Linked DNA regions of Zea mays: regions 1 and 2 are each linked to region 3. Evidence: chromatin contacts called from public Hi-C data. All regions are on one chromosome and are shown on one strand. Each heading gives the region's core, a stretch centred on a gene start, on an enhancer-like site or on the middle of the called end of the contact. The rest is flanking DNA. Distances are from core to core; before and after follow the strand shown. Region 1 holds the start of LOC100193967. Region 2 holds the start of LOC103632852. Region 3 holds the start of LOC100383499 (Remorin family protein).

What was found. Hi-C and Micro-C count contacts between places; a contact is called where the count stands out from the background.
Region 1: a Hi-C map of endosperm shows a contact between it and region 3, with 2.1 times the contacts expected there. The contact joins the promoter of LOC100193967 here to the promoter of LOC100383499 in region 3. A contact is called at or near these places in 6 of 25 Hi-C or Micro-C datasets (bundle sheath, ear, endosperm and 3 more) and 1 of 3 datasets of contacts at active chromatin or transcription factors (leaf).
Region 2: a contact with region 3 is called in a Hi-C map of leaf, with 6 times the contacts expected there. The contact joins the promoter of LOC103632852 here to the promoter of LOC100383499 in region 3. A contact is called at or near these places in 8 of 25 Hi-C or Micro-C datasets (bundle sheath, ear, endosperm and 3 more).

What each region holds. Positions count from the first base shown.
Region 1 is chr7:131,076,882-131,080,580 of Zm-B73-REFERENCE-NAM-5.0, reverse strand. LOC100193967 reads right to left here and starts at 2,034. Exons shown (of 4, transcript NM_001139035.2): 1 at 952-2,034; 2 at 593-664. The coding sequence starts at 1,854.
Region 2 is chr7:131,155,907-131,159,545 of Zm-B73-REFERENCE-NAM-5.0, reverse strand. It overlaps LOC103632852, which reads left to right and starts at 1,429. Exons shown (of 1, transcript XM_008654574.4): 1 at 1,429-3,639.
Region 3 is chr7:130,903,400-130,906,968 of Zm-B73-REFERENCE-NAM-5.0, reverse strand. LOC100383499 (Remorin family protein) reads right to left here and starts at 1,303. Exons shown (of 8, transcript NM_001176147.1): 1 at 1,029-1,303; 2 at 400-481; 3 at 165-278; 4 at 1-79. The coding sequence starts at 1,226.

The sequences.
Region 1 (3,699 bases), core at 785-3,284, 170 kb before region 3:
GTTCCTGTAATTACAGTCTGTAACCCTGCTTTATGGGAATATTCTGGGGATAACCTAGGTAGCTGAGGGCACATGCGTCCTTAACACAAGGCGCTGGGCGCTCAGGTACCTATAAATACCCCCGCACAGTGCCCGTGAGAGGCCAGATTAACAGAGCTATTGCCGTCTAGCGCGAGAACCCTGTTGACGTCACTGTTCACCCTTGTTGGATCCCCTTGCAACTGAGAGCAAGTTCCAACACACTGTACTATAGCTGTCACGCTGAACAATACAGGAGTACATTAGATAGTGAATGATTCACAGGAACTCTATTGATGCCAGCAGCATGGGGCATGCTGAAACCATCCATTTCAGAATGAGTAAAAATAAATGCTTCTCGAGAGGCAATGCACTAAAGAAGTACTTCTTTAATTCCAAATTATAAGACGTTTTGACTAATCTAAATACATTATTTATACTATATATCTAGCCATCTAAGTGCATAGTAGAAGCTCCATATATAGAACAACCAAAACTTGTTATACTTTAGAATGAAGGGGTAGCAAATTTAGCACCTGCAACTGTAGTGTGAAGAGAAAATTAGAAAAGACACCTGTTTCCTCTCCAGTTCCTGATTCTGCTCCTTGAGTTTCTGAACTTCAGCTTCTAACTCCATAGTATAAGCCTATGCAGTAAAATAAGAAATTTGTACTGAAACAGGAATGTCGAAAATCTGTTTGCTTCAAAGAAACACACAGTAAGTAGAAAGCTCAGGTTGCCTGTACAAATACTCTGATTACAATCGCAATTGCTATAATTCACCACATCATGAGTCTTGAAGCACAACGAGTTAATTTGGATAGATTTTTGGTAACATCTTATTCTCGGCCCAACAAGATTGAAGTCATTACTAAAAAATGGCTTGATTAACAAGACATGCATGAATTCAGTACAAAAGGTTGAGATTGAGACCTGTTTGCGCGCTCGGGACCTGGCGGCGGACTCCCTGTTCTTGATCATCCTCCTCTGCCGCCTCTCCACCACTTTCTCTACTCCGCCCCCATGCCTCCTCCCTCGAATCATCCCCTCAAACGAAAACGGGAGCGGCTCCGTCGGCGACGACAGGTCGCTGTACCCCTTCCCGCCAGAATCAAGCTGGTTCACCGCTGCTTGCACAGCCATGGCGCCGCCTCCCATGCCTGCTGCCCTGGGCGGTATTTGGGCCAGATCCCCCATGCCGACCGGTGCAAACCCCAGCGCTGCCGCAGCTGCGGCGGTGTCGGCGTCGGCACCCGGTAAATTCCCGAAAAAGGCGGAGCTTTTAGGGGCGACAGGTACCGGCCGCGGCGGGATCATGGGTGGTGGTGCTGGAGGAGCCGGAGCGGGGTTCTCCCTGACCACGCCAGCTCTGACCAAGAACTCCTCCAGAGTCATCTCCCCGAGCGTCGACTGGCGGTGGTGCTGCTGGTGCCCGCCGCCGTCCGCCCCCTGCAGCGGCTCGTCGCGCACGAGATTGCGCCACACCTCGTCGACCGTCTTGGTGCTGAGCGTGCGGGGCAGTGTGAGCGACGACCCTTGCCGCTGCAGCGACGTTGGCGGCATCCCCGCACCCGCTCCAGCGCCAGAAGCGGAGGCCATGGCCTGGGTCTCCTCCGCGGTCCAGATGCTCCGGAGCAGTTCGTCCATGTTCATGGAACCGAAATCCTTGGGGATGCTGCCGCCACCGCCACCGCCGGTGGCGGCCCCGCCGAGCGCGCTCTGGAATTCGTCGAACGTCAACGAGTAGACTGATCCCTGTCTCGCCAACGCCGCCTCCTCGCCCACTACCACCGCCGGCCGGGGCTGCGACGACGACCCGCAGTTCTTGAATTCCATCTCCTGATCTCCTCCCTCCTCCTCCTTACCTGTCTCTCAGACTCAGCTCAGCACCAGAAAGACACGGATACGAGGTGAGGAGAGCTCAAAGCCTCAAGACTGTTACCGAGTCACATGCGCCTCTCGTCCGAAGGGCACGAGGACTAGCTAGCTTGGTGCTGACGAGTGGATAGAGTTCCGTGACCTGAGATTGCGAATGATGCAGAAGAGAAAGGCAGCGCAGGGGATCCAGGTCTTGGGGCGCGCAGTGGAGCGGGGAGTGCTCCGTCGGGTTGTTAGGACGTGGCGCGCTCACAGGTCATGGTCTCCCACCACGCGACCGAGCAGCCAACCATATGTCGCCACGTGGGGGCGTTGCCTCCGTCAGTTGTTGGGATGTTGGTATACGGACAAAAATATCCTCGAGCTTGGGAGAAGAGCAGCTGGTGCTGGGTTGCTGTCAAACCTCTAAAACTGAGCAGAGCTTTAGAACAGATTAAAAAAGTGTTTAGTTTAGGGTAACTAATTTTTAGTTTCTCTATTTTATTTTATTTTATTTAGTATCTAAATTATTAAATATAGAAACTAAAATACCATATTTAACAATTTAAAGACTAAAATAGAATAAAATAGAGTGACTAAAAATTAATCTCTATAAACCAAACACCCTCTAAAATAAACAAACTAAGTGTCAGTTATACCTCTTAAATAGTTATTAGTTATTAGCTGTCCTAATCTAGCTAAAACTAGCTAACTACTTATTAGTTAGCTAACCATTATCTCTAGAGATTTAGAATAAAGCCCTATAACATGTTCAATCCTAACTTTGACACTTTGGATCAATTTTCAAGTATAGATGTATACGACACAATTAAACGACTGCTTGATAAAATGAAGTGTCCTTAAAATCAAATATATTGTAAATGTAGGTAAAAGACAATATAACGAAAAATCGTATAGAGAAAGGCTCTTCATAAATAGACTATATCTTATTTTTTATATCTTATTTGTTTATTTAACTCTTTAAATGTCTCTCAAGAGATAGAGATATTAAATAGGCTCTCGTACAGCCCTTAAGACCTTTACCGGCTTATGTAGTTATGTGTTAGTGGGACCCGATATCAATCCTCATAGTGTCTTGATGGGAACAAGGTGGTAGGTTTCCCCCTATGACAACTACATTTTCAAAAAGAGATGCAGGACAGCTAATCCATATCTCGCTATAATTTTGGAGAAGATTTTAAAAATAAGCAGCGGTTTATGTACGCCTCCGGTAATAGATTTAGATACGACTATTAGACTAGAATTATTTAATGGTTCATGATTTATTAGTTTAGTATAAAAGATAACAACAGCCATATATAAGTGTTAGTCGTACTCTAGTCATATGAGTGGATCGACATAAAGCATTTTTCTTTAAAAATCAATTAGAAAACTAAATATGAAGGGCTAGTTTAGAAACCAAAATTTCCTCCGTGATCTCTACTATTTTCTTAAATAGTAATCCTAAAAAATATTATTTAAATAAGATATTTAGTTATTTATAAGACAATACCAACGACGAACATGAGTCGTGTAACTCAATCGCATCCACATGATGTGCTCTGTGCGCTTCGACACTCACCGCCAAATGAGGAATAGTTTATCGCTCAAGCTAGTCAAATGGATAAGCATAGGCACAGCTAATGATTGGGATTAGTGGCTTGAAAATATGGAACAAATGACTTCGTAATATTCCACAAGGTTATTAGTGACTTGAAATTATGTCATGATGTAGGAACAGTGAGACGACCAGAGGGACTAAATGATAGCCAATTAGATTTTGCTTCAAAACACTTAAAATGAAACACTTCACTTTAATTGTGA
Region 2 (3,639 bases), core at 180-2,679, 250 kb before region 3:
CCCCCCTTCGCGCTCGCCCTCTCGCTCGACCCATCTGGGCTGGGGCACGCGGCGACATCCACTCGTCGGCTCAGGGACCCCCGGTCTCGAAACGCCGACACCACTAGAACTTGATTCCTTATTGTGTGACTTAAAAAAGGCTTTTTCCCCATTTGAGCTTAATCCGCTGTAATGAAGTGACTGCTTAACTAGATTTACAATATCACTCTTCGTGGCCTTAAGCATGTCCTCTTTTTGTACTCATATGGACACATGGTAATCAACTTGTTATTATCCACTTTTTCGGAATCATGTTGTAATCAGCATATCGACAATCTCTGCTCTATTTAGACGCTTCGGTGGCCCATTTGTGATGATAGTATCATTTGTAAACGTGTTCATCCTAAACTTAAAGGGTGATTCCGGGGTAGGAAACATCTATGACAAATCAAAGTAAGATATTTTCGCACAGAACTAGAGGCGACAATAATTAGCATTTTTATCACATATGGGACATGTCAACAGCGCCGGCCCTGGCGGGGGTCGAGCAGTGCCCCCGACCAGGGCCCCATATTAATGGGGCCTCAACTCAAGTACTAAAAATCAGTATATACAATATATTTTGTATAGATCTATACGTTGGCTCAATAGAATTTTTAAAGGACTAATCATAAATCAACAACACAGCAGCAACAAACAAGGATAATTAATTATAGCTTATTAATCTTGACTTCGTAGTCTCAGGCCTAGCCGCCTAGGCTCTCAATGTGTAGTGTGAGACAACGATGTTTGCCGTTTCATCTCTATCTCTCGCACAATCACAAATAGACAGGCGGTCGTGCCCTACCCTCTTGGTAGCCCGTGCACGAGCATCGGGTACGGCAGCGCTTTCGTCCTGCTCTACACGGTGAAAACGAAACTAACATGACTTGATCGACTAATCTAACAGCTTGCATCCATTTAATCACTGTTCGAGATAACTTTCTTTTGAGTTATCTAGACACATATATATGCAGCATTTTTTTGCGAGATGTTAGACTACATTTTAATTACTTTTTGTTTAATATAAATACATTTTTCAGATATACATAAATATTTATTGACAATATATACACAATATATCTAAGTATAATAATTATTACTATAAAGGGCCTCCGATATAAGTCTTATCCCAGGTCTCTAAAATATCAGGACCGGCACTGCATGTCAAATTACCATAAACACTCCATGAAAATACCAAAATGTTAGGAAACCATGGAAAGGTTGCTTCACCCGGACTGCTACCTCCTCCTCCGTTGCAACTATCACAGTCGTGAATGGTCATTAGGTGCTGCTGCTCATTCCCTATGCCGTGACGCCGACTTACAACCAGACCACAGTACGTAGTAAAGATAGTGAGATCGAGAGGGAGAACCTCACCTCAATCATTAAGCTAAGCAACGGCCAGTCTCCTGTGATCCAGAAAAAGGCGGTCTCTGTGTGCGATGCGCGCGCGCACCCGAAGACCGAAAAAAACAGTACTAGTAAACGCCTCTGCTAATTCTCTTGCTTGCAGATGTTTATCACTCTGCTTTATTTGTCATAATTCCAACCTATCCTGACAACGACCAACCACGCGACAACCAGAACAAGGAACAAGTGGTAGGTGGGAGTGGGAGATTACCCAAGAGAGCCAGCCATGCATGCATCCGCCCAACAATTATAGCGCAGCTCCCAAATCCAATCGTTAACAAGTAATCGCCGCCAGAAATGGCAGTCCCGGCCCTGGCTTCACTCACACCACCGGCCACCACGCCACACTGTCAGCGTCTGATGATCTACCGTGACGGTGACTCGCGGCCAGACGGCCGGCCGTCGGAGAAGCCAGGCAAGCAAGGCGGGCGACGGCCGAGATCTCGGGGACCAATCACGTCGACTCGACGCCTCGACGGGCCAGAGAGAGATTAGCCTGCTGGCACTGCCACCGCCGCGTAGATGCCAAAATCTCGCGATGGGTTGCTTGACATCGCTGCGGATACGGACAATCTCCTCCTCGCGATCGCGCGCGACGCAGCTTCGTGCGGCGAGGTGATTGATGGTGGTGCGTGCCCCGGCTGCCAGTTTGGTGGTTTGATTGATGAGGTGACCCCGGCCCGGCAGGCAGAGCCGCAGAGGCGCGCAGGTGAGCTAGCAAGAGCACCTTGTCCACGGCAACGGAACGGCAGCACCGTCCGCCTGGGCGGCCGGCCGGTGATTCATCAGGCTTTCAGAGTGCGGTGCCTTGTGTTTACACAATGGTGTGGACTGTGGAGAAACCACGAGCGAGCAAACTTGCAGCGGACGAAGCCTGTCAGATCAGTTGACGTACACACGCCCGTACACCGAGTACACACGGAAGGAGGCTGGCTGGCGCGGACCCACTCGAAGAGGAGGCATGCACGGGTGCACGGTTTCCGGGGGACCAAAATGATGGCCATCAGCTGGGTTTCTGTTTCCCTGACGGCATTATTGGGTTCTATGATAAAGAGGTGAGCGCCCAGGCCAACTAAGCAAGCATCCCCCCCTCCCCTTCGCTTTCCTGGGGCTTGCGGGGGCCGGGGGGACATCTGATCCGAGTGCTCCCAAGCAAGTTATGGCCTTCACCATCTCTGCCAAGCGAATATAAGCGGTGCCCTATCCGCATTCGCATGTAGTACATGTACTTGCGCTTCCTGGGGGTCATGGACACAGGTGTCCTTGGCCCAGGCACCGAATAATGGACCGATTGATGCATGCTGCTCCATTTCTGACATGGCGTTGTCACTGCTGGAATAGAATATCCCCGTTCTTATTGCTCTGTCTCGAAAAGGGGACGTTATGCTTCAAAGGCATAAAGAGGACACTAGAAGCATGAGGGAGGCCTGCAGACTTTTGGAGACATCGATGATGCAAGTCGTCTCGACGCATGGTTGGACCTTCAGTAATAGATTAACTATGTGATGTTTGTCTATTCTCCCAATTGCGTTTGGGTTTTGTGGCCAAATGTGGCATTGTTTCGGTACTTTATGTTGTGGTGTGTGGACGACCGTCATCAGCTGATGTAGGTCGGGATTTGGTTTTTTTCCCATTATCTAAAAATACAAGATCGAGAAAAGACTTGCAGTGAAGCAGTACGTAACCATGCGTGATACTACTATGATCATACCAGCAGTACACAGCAATTCAGTGCTCCGTCGCCGTTCTTGTGTAGTACCTGGCTGACCCTCTGAGCTTGCGTTGCGTTTTCACAAGCGGAGACGCACGGCACGACGTTAAAAACCCACTGGTATACTCCAGCTCGCAATCGCATCGCAGCACACCCATCTCCGCAACGCCGTCGCTTTCTAGTTCTAGCGGCCCCACGCCCCCACGCTCACCTAGTCACCAGTCAGCTCAGATCTCCACAGGGCCCCACTTGCTCACGTCCACGGCCGTAGACACCACCCACCCTTGTCTTACGAGTTACTACTCGCTCACTACATACCAATTAACAAATGCAATTTATCTCGAATTTGATGCACCTCTAGATATGAGAGAGCTTAATCTTAATTGTATTTCCCTATTATATACATCCTTATCTAATACCATAGCTAATTGTTAGCTACCTCAAAACTAACAATTAGTTTATTAGCTGGCTAACTAGATTTCTAAACAGGATCTAAA
Region 3 (3,569 bases), core at 54-2,553:
GAGGCCGGCCGCTGTTTCGACCCCTTCCTACCATGCAAAAGAACAGCAGCATCCGTCCGGTACCGCTGTTTGTGGCATTCTGTCAAACAACATACATGCAAGCATACAAAATTAGGAACCCCGCACAACCCAATCTAATGCAAGACTCAAAATTAATACAGTACCTGGGGTGGCACGGAATGCCGGATTCTTGGCTGGTTCTTGTATCTGAGCCCACTCCTCTTCCTTCACCCCGTACAGCGCCTCTTCCGCTTCGTCGTCCTGCCGCTCGGTAAAGGCTGCAGAAGCTTAACAACACAAGCTCGTTTTAAAGGGTGGTCAGGTTGCTCTCAGACCGACGGAGACACTAGTAAGAATCCAAAGTGTGAGCTGGTTACAGCGTTGTGCAGTTGTGCTTACCACTGGAGGTGGAAGTGGCCAACCCATCTGTCTCCAGATCTGTGTCTGGGTCACCATCTGGGCGCACGAACCCGGCCAAAGGCTGCAGGCAACCATCATCATAGCCTCAGTGATTAAAAGTAGATCTCAGAGAAAGGAAGAAAGGTGAAGAGAATCCAATGGCGCTCATTTTCTCTTGTCTGAGGGGAAAAAAAGCAGCCTCCTTTTTGTTGCTATAAGGATCTAGGATGGTGATCATGATGTCTATAGCTCAAGTCAAGAAACTTTGGGACCCTCCTACTTTTGTCTACTTCGCTGATAACACATTCTTGCTGTACCATTCGCTCGCTGTGAAAGGGTTGCGGTCACCTGATCAGAGACGCTGAGACAGGCCATAGGTAACCTAGATCGGCATGGCGCCATGATGCTACTAGTGAAGAACTAAATCTTTTCCATCTGCGACCACGTCCAAGTGCTGAAAATTCAATCTTTTCACCCCAAAAGGTGAATGCCAGCTCAAAAATGTTTCCATTCCTCATAGCGTTCGATACCAAGCAAAAAGTAGATTCGTCCATGGGCCATCTAATTGAAAGCATCAGAAAGAGAGGGCAAGAAGCTCAGCAAAGAAGGACCAGGAGACCAGGACCAACCGAGTCGCAGCCGAAGGAATCGCAGCAGCTGCTCCCGCCGCCGCCCGTGGAGCTCGGCGAGTAGCCGTCGTCCACCTCCGCTCCCCACCTCCGCCGCCCCCGCCGCATTGGCTTTTCCGGCGCCGAAACCACCGCCTCTTCTTCCTCCACCACCACGCCGCGAAACGAAAGCCAGGAAGCCCCGCCGCCACCCCGCATTCTCCCGGAAATAAAACTGAAAATCTATTAGCCGCTGAACTCGCTCAATCGCCTTCGCCAGCGCATGATAAGCGGCGGGTGTGGCAGCGGGGGCAGCATGAGTTGTTGCCGTTTAATAGAGGTCGCTGTGGCGGACTGCGACGTGGAGGCAGGAACGGCATCTCGAGGAGGGTGACTGACACAAGGTGCGGTGAGCCGGTGAGGTGAGGTGAACTGAGCATCAAGAATGTCGCGTGATGATGCGCTCGACTGATAGCTTCCGGATTATTTTTTGTGATGGTTCGCCTGGACCTGGACCTGGAGCGGCGCGGCGCCCACGTCCGTGCCGGTGCCGTTGCTGGTGTGCAGTGGCCATGATGATTTGACCTGTTGCGTTGCTTCGGAGTTAGGACAAGTTTTATTTTTGTTTTGCGTGAACGGTGATCTTCCTATGGTACGTGTTTTGTCGGGAGAAAAAGAATTATGAGGCGCAGTTAAACTTACAGACCATTAAAACAGTGATAAACAATTTGGTGCAAACTATAACAGCACGAAAAAAAAACCTAGGAGAGGCCCTCCACCTTATAGGGTGTTTGAATACACTATAACTAATAATTATTTAGCTAAAAATTGTTAATAAAATTAGCTGGCTAACAAATAATTATCTAACTATTAACTAATTTACCAAAAATAGCTAATAGCTGAACTAAATATCTAATATACCTGGCCTCAGATAATTCAAATGACCACACCTTGGAGTCGAGGGTGTCCGAGGCCTGGGGGATAGGAGCTCCTACATTGACTAAGTATGGAGTGGAGGCATTCACAAGTTAAAGGAATATAGTTGGCTCCTTGCTATGGGCATTGATGCCCCAAGAGCACGATCTCATGTTCAAGTTCTACTTAGGATGGTCTCATGGTACTTCGGATAATTAAGGTTTTCATACACCACATTAAATGTGATGTATGGTCTGATAGATACACTCTTGCCAAGACTTAAGCAGTAAGTGTAGTCAAGATCATATTCAATATGTGCCATCAATCCTACAGCCACATGTTGGCACGCTAGTGTAACAGGAAAATATTATAAAGTACAAAATACTAAATTAATTACCAACTATGCCATAACAATGTGGACTTTATTACCATTAATTGACATAACATACCTGCCCCTGCGACAGATATGTTTGCCACTATAGGATGACATCTTCAATAATGTGGCATGACTTAAGGTATGGCTTTATGTATGACTCCACGACCAGGATAAGATTAGGATTGTTGGATTGTAGCTAACAGGGAACCATAGTCCAACCGATATGTAATCCTCTCCCTTCTCTTATACTATGAAAGAGAGGTGTAGAGCAACATAAACAAGGCTTGGAATAGAATTGATTCCAGACCTCAGGATCAGAAATCTTCTAAAGGCAGACATAAATGTGAACTAGGGACTCTTAGTTTAGAACTCTCATCAAAACCAAGCAAGGAAGATATAGGAGGTCATAACACTTTGATACTTGAACTTGTAATCTTCTTCAACTTTGTGTTCATCAATCTATCACACACAAGAGGATACAGTGTATTACGCACCATGTGGTCTGAATCTCTCTAAACAACCCTCATGTAGGCACCTAGTTACACACAGGTTCAACATAGAGCTAGCATATGCCCCTGCTGCTATTTATTATATTTTTCAGATTTTGGATACCTTCTATACCCTGGTGTCGTACCACGACTATATAGTTACTTTAGACGTAAAGGCTTATTTGTGTGTGATGTAAATTTTATCTACGGACCATGTCCATAGTGTGATGTGTGGCTAACCTTTCTTTATCCTCCTCCCTCGCACCTCTACTCTCAAATCTAATGACTCAGAGATTTGGTGATGTGAGATGGGGTTAGGGTTTTAGGTTGTGGATTCCATGTTCTCCACTTGCAATGGGAAGTCTTGGGAGGCTAGTTGATCGGTTGTGGTAGCGATCGATAAGGTAGTGGGACCAGGTGGGGTGGCATCATGTAGTGAAAGAGGGCAGTTGGACAATGCTAGTAGAAGTAATGTTGGTTTGAGAGAAATATGATAGCTTAAATAGTTAAATTAGCATTGGTGGTGGATGAGTGTAGCGGTGGTCGGTGGACCACCACGGAAGCCGGTGGGAGTTAGTGAAGACGAGAGCGCTTGGTCAAAGGATGAGTTGCCTTTAATTTAGAGATAATGACGTTGGAGATGGCATTAGCGTTGTGCGGAGCATAGTGTGATGGTGGATGGAGCATAGAAAGAGGAGATGCAAAAAGAATAGAAGACATGGGGTGTGCTTGTACGCACACATATCACTAGATATCCAAAACAACTCTTTAGCTAGTGTTGCA